2 separate regions of the Mus musculus genome follow, and region 1 is linked to region 2. A link is a contact called in public Hi-C data. All regions are on one chromosome and are shown on one strand. The core of a region is the stretch at or near the end of the contact, and the rest is flanking DNA. Distances in the headings are between cores, read along the strand shown.

Evidence for each region. Hi-C and Micro-C count contacts between places; a contact is called where the count stands out from the background.
Region 1: a contact with region 2 is called in a Hi-C map of hematopoietic stem and progenitor cells, with 3 times the contacts expected there. The contact joins two enhancer-like sites. A contact is called at or near these places in 1 of 39 promoter capture datasets (the HPC-7 cell line), 2 of 484 Hi-C or Micro-C datasets (LSK cells and hematopoietic stem and progenitor cells) and 3 of 115 datasets of contacts at active chromatin or transcription factors (craniofacial prominence, extraembryonic endoderm stem cells and trophoblast stem cells).

Annotation. Positions count from the first base shown.
Region 1 is chr11:19,380,168-19,382,867 of GRCm38.p6, reverse strand. It overlaps the pseudogene Gm12026. Among named protein-coding and RNA genes, the nearest start is that of Gm39601, 240 kb to the left of the region's middle. Within about 2 kb of position 1,382, at least 10 of the 459 cell types and tissues checked have an H3K27ac peak or open chromatin away from gene starts, as enhancers often do. A contact at or near this core is called in hematopoietic stem and progenitor cells, where this site is marked.
Region 2 is chr11:19,026,130-19,028,829 of GRCm38.p6, reverse strand. No RefSeq gene overlaps it. Among named protein-coding and RNA genes, the nearest start is that of Meis1, 8.5 kb to the right of the region's middle. Within about 2 kb of position 1,374, at least 156 of the 459 cell types and tissues checked have an H3K27ac peak or open chromatin away from gene starts, as enhancers often do. A contact at or near this core is called in hematopoietic stem and progenitor cells, where this site is marked.

The DNA of each region.
Region 1 (2,700 bases), core at 133-2,632, 350 kb before region 2:
TTTTGTTCATTTTCTCATTGTTATAGCAAAGCTCGTGTTAAATGAAAATGGTATCCACACTTGTAATTCTAATCTACCTCAAGCTATATTATAGTGAGCACCTGAGAGGTAGGGTGTTATTGTGAGCATTCATCATTTCCTGTAGTGGTTCAGAAGTCATCCCGAAGGCCCAGCCCTGAGAACTCACTCCTTCAGTTCTACCAGTGACCTTAAACGCTTATAATTCCTTGCTTTAAATACAAGAATTTCGGTTTCCTGTACTAAATCCTGACTGGTGCTGTGGTATATGGGATTTGTTTGGAAGCTTTGAATCCTTTGTTGGAAAGCGCTGTTTCTATGACACCTAGGTTTACCTCATTAGCATTGTTTCTGAAATGCCTTTAATGGCATGACACTGTCATATAGTGAGAAACATTTGTTTGGTTCTCATCTCTAATTTCTGGCAGAAACTATCTAAAACTTTTGACGTTTCCTGGGTGAGTGGGAAGAAAAAATTTTTTGTATAGTTGATAAGAGTTAGAATACCCTCACTCAACCAGACATGTGGTTTTGTTAATGGGGTAGGTATATCTTGGTGGGGCCCTCCATAGCTTGGGGGTGGGGCTGGCTACCATGATTACAGGATAAGAACATTTAACCTCACCCTTGACAAGTGTGCCTGGAGAGAGCATGGATGATCTTCTCCTAGCTTTTCTTGGGATGTATCATTAGTTTGTAAAAAACTCACTAAACGTTAACGAGTAAACTGTGTTACCGAGTTATCTGAGTCATGTCAGGAAAAGTAGAGAGCTGGTCATATAACATCCTGCTTAGAGCTATATGGTCAGAAGTATAGGAGGCCTGGGCTTTGCAATTTGTCTCTGCAGTGAGGCAGCCTTTGGGAACTGTTTCTTTAACATGTGTATGATCTATCACTAACCCCATGTCAATGGAAGCAGAGCAGAACTGAATTAAACCATGGAGCTTTAGCCAATGTCTGAGAAGTGGTTGATGTAGGTAGCTACCTCCCTTAAACATTTGATGTCTGACATACTCTTTGAGTTAGAAACCGATCAAAGTGGACAGCAATTGTACCTCATTTCATAGATGGGAACTCTTCACCACCTCACCTTGATAGTCAGGACTCTGTAACTTGTGGATACCAGCATCAAATAAGGTGGGAACAGGGGGACCAGATACTAAGGTCACATGATATAAGGATAAGGCTAAAACTGGAGGGAACCAGACTGTAAAAGGAAGCATTGCTAGTGTTTAGTAAGACAGGTCCAGTGCAATATGTAGTGTAATGACATAGCAAGCCGCAAAGCCCTGGCCATGTGTGTAAAATCCATCAAAGAGGCAGTTCATCACGTGATCTTTGTGTGTGCCATTCTGTACATTTCGACCAGGCCAGCTCACAGGAGTCTTTCCTTTGATCTACTTAACTTTTCCCCAAATGCTGTCTTTGCTCTCCTTATACAACCTTGACAAAGAAGGATTCCAGTTTCAAAATGTAAGTGGTAGTCACAATGCATTGCAGGTAGCTTTTGTTTTTTAATTGTGATTCAGTGAAATGCCAAACAGAAGGTTTTTTGGGTTTTTTAAAACCACATGACAAAGCATAAGTTTCATGATTAATTACCTTGAGTTCAGATATAATTTAAACATATTGACTTGTCTGAAGTAACTGCCAGACAGTGAAGCTGGGGAGACAGGAAGTACCTGGAGAGACTGCTGAAACAGGCTGGAGGGGAAGTTAGGGGGGGAGGGTTTGGACGTCATCATTTAGCTGCGCTCCAAGGCTAGGCAGAGAATAGCCACAACTGCTGATGGTCAGTGGAATCAAACAGATAAATTATGGCTGAACTCTGACTCTGCAATGAATAGAAAGTGAGTCAATAGTTCAACTTTGTGCAACTCTAAAATATTAGTTCTGAAACTGTCCATTACAAACGGTTTTCTTCTTCTTCTTCATATATGTGGTCTATTCAGAAATTTCCTCTGGGGGCTCAGAACTGCTGTTGCTAATCCCCAGCCTTGGGTGAACTGCTGGGACTGTAGACTCCCTGCTCTGAGGTGGCTTCTTGGCTGGGGGGTGGGGTGGGGGTGGGGGGAACAAAGGTTCTTCAGCATGAATGAAGGCTTGAAAGCAGAGCAATGAACCTTGAGCTGGGGAGCCAGGCAGCTCTCAGGGCTCTCTGTAGTGGGGCTGGGTAGAAGAATGAAACCTATTTCTTTGCAGCAAACTGGGACCAGATGCGGGTTCTCTGTGTAGAAAGTCTAAAGATCTAAGCAGCTGCTTTCAGTTTTTCATAATGGATTATGGTGTTGAGGGTCTGCACCTACTTTGATGCTTATGCATAAGAAAGCAAAATGGGAGCATTTGGGCTAACCTCATGATTTTTAACACACCCTTCGTGTGTGTGATTCGGTGACCCCTTGAAGTCTAGCGGAACCATCCCGTGCCATCTGGGTGAAGGGAACAGATTCCATTGAGGCCTGATGACAGACTCCATTCATCCCATAAACTTGCTCCACAGTCCTCGTGGAGGTTCTTCAACTGGCACAGAAAGCTGGACTTCTGGGAGCTTGCGATCTGGGCTGCTGCTCCTCTTCCTCACTTAGAGGCTCCTTGAAGCCAGAAGCTGTGCAAGAATTCCACACATCTAGGGAGAGAAGCTTTTTAAATAAATTCTCTTTGCCAAGCATGATGTAGATAAA
Region 2 (2,700 bases), core at 125-2,624:
AGTGAAGATAAAACAGAAATAAATAACTGCTTTGTTTTAGGAACAAAATTTGAAGCTCAGCTAAGGATTTTAGCACTACCAACTCACTACGCATCCTGGCCTCCCTTGGACAGTGTTCTAGTAACGGGGTGGGCAGTGGGGTTCAGGGAAAGAGAATACAATACAGTTTTGTAAGGTTTAGATCTTAGCATCCCAATTAGATATTATGTCTGTTTGAAATCTATGATGTTTTGAGTTCCTTTGTGTTTGAGTTCCTAAAGACAAGCTACTAGTGGGACAGGGTTAGAAGTCATGTGGTACAGGAGTAAATGATGTCTTGAGTGTCCCTGCTATGTGGGTGACCAGACCCGGGCCAGTTGACCCTAGAGTCAGTCTTGGCATCTATTCAAACCCTCCAGGCTCCTTTCTTCCTTGTCCCAAGGGAACTGAATAAGTAGGAGTCCAGGAAGTCCATGGAAAAGCCTGAAGGCTTTTGGTTGTTGCTGCTGCTGGGGGGGGGGGAGGTTGGAGGGGGGGGAGGTTGTCCTAGACGGGGCAAGCCCTGGAAGACTCCTGCTGTCATCTACAAGCTCTTTTTAGTCTCTTTTTTTGTCTTGAACCTTCCTCCTCCTAGGCAGCCTAGGGGGTTCCTGGCTCACAGAAAGTGTCTCAATGATGGAGTCCGGGCTACCAAGCTAGAACTCCACATCATTATCCAGGCCATGCTCTGCCAGCACACAGCATATACCTACCTCCAGTCTTCTTAGGAGAGAAGAGCAAAATCTCTGGTGTGGGTTTGTTTGTTTGTTTTTTAAATAAATTGGGGGGGGGGGTTTTAAAAAGAACATTGAGGCACATAGAAAAGAGAAGAAATTGGATGTGTCATTTAAACTCTCTGGATCTTTGCTTGTGCATTTGTGAAATGGGCTTATAAATGCCTTGACACCTGAGCTCTGAAGTGCTCAGCTGTGGAGGAACAGCTGTAAAAAGGGGACCCCCAAGCAGATCTTTCATCCAGGTCATTAGGGCACTGAGTGACTTTTTACTGCTTGAAGGAGGGCAATGGCTTCTCCCAGAGTCTTAGCCCAGCCTTCAGTATTAGTAGCTCCTGCCCCTCCAACATATTTTCCTTTGCTTCCTTGCCCCAAGGACATTTCTATCTGTTAAATGTGAACATGGAGGCCCACACAGCTTTGCCCACCTCGAAAGGTGGACGTGCCATCCTGCAAATGCCTGACCCGGATCTCGCGCGGAAGGGGACACGCTCATTTCCCGCCGTGGCAGCGTCTAGGGACGAGCCCAGCCAGAGTCTGACTCCAGCTTTAAGCGGGACTCTGAGTCTGAGGCCCTCTGAGTCTCTGGGTCCAGGGTCCCACGGCGCCTGGCCCCGCCCTCGCTTGCCCGGCTCTGCTGTTCCCTGAAGTCCTTCCTCCCGCCCGCTCCGCTCGCTGCACGCGGCGCTGTGCGACTCGACTCCCCGGTCCCTTAGGTCCCTCCGCGTCCACTCGCGGCGGCCGGAAGCTGAAGTGAGGACACGCGCGAATCTCCACGCGGCTCTTCTGAGAACCTGAAGCCCTAACTCAGTTCAGCTCCTCCCTCCGAGCGTGCACAAGGGTCCCTCCATGTTCCGAGGCTCTCTGATCACCGAGCACATGACCTACAGGACCTATTGACCGCCTGAATGCCCCTCGAAGGAAAAACTGTCCGTGAACAAAGGCCAGAAGCTTCTAGAATCAGACCCCAGGCCGAGAGCTCAGGAATCCTTCAGTCTAGCTGGGAAGAAAGGCACCTTATGACACTCAGCCTCGAGCAGTGGAAGCTATTGCCAGAGTCGCGCGCGGTGTCCCTGTGTCCCCAAGAGCTTTGCACCGGGCGGGCTACCCAGAGCCTCTAGACGGGATCTGCTCCCTCAGTCCCCCCCTCAAGTCCCCCACAGAATGGCTGTCCAGAGTGGCCGGGGACCCGACAGGCAGCTACCTGCAAAGGGATCTTTTCCACCTTTTCTGGCCACTCGTCCTCTCCCCAAAGGACTCAGAACTCCCCTGAACCCAGCCCAGTGTGCACAGACTCCTATCCCCTGTGCTTGCAAATCCCGTGGCCTCGGGCACCCCACCGATCCCAGGGAATGCTCACTCCAGGAGTGCAGGCAGGCCACTGAGGCTTGGCGACACGTACCCGCACAGGCGGAGGGATACGGTGACTGCCCCCACCCCATATTCCCGGAAGTGGCCAAGGAAGCGCCTGTGAGAGAAATTATCCTTTCGGACCTGGAAGGAGGGGAGCCTGCAAGATTGTAGACTTTTCCTCCCGTTTTCAAACGGACCCTACCATGCAGAAGTTGTTTAGACAATGTGATTTTCAGCAAGCATAACCGTAGTCTGAAGCTATTTTTAAGACAAGGAAAGATGGTATTTATTTTTCATTTTTCAATAAAGGCACAGAAAAGTACGTCACAAATGAGTAACTGCTCAGCAGGCACCCTTCAGTTTCTTCTTCTTTTCTCCTAGTGTTTTTCCGCACCGCTAGAATTCTCTCTGAGCTGCAGGAAGCCTTCGACGATTTTCTTATTCATTAGACGACTCAATGAAATGTTAAAATATTTATTTTTGAATAATCATTCCCCACTACCACCCTTTTGCCTGGAGATTCGCACAAAACCTGCCCCTTTATTCGGTGTAATACCGATGCTAAGCATGGGCAATCAGCCTCATCCAGTTGCTT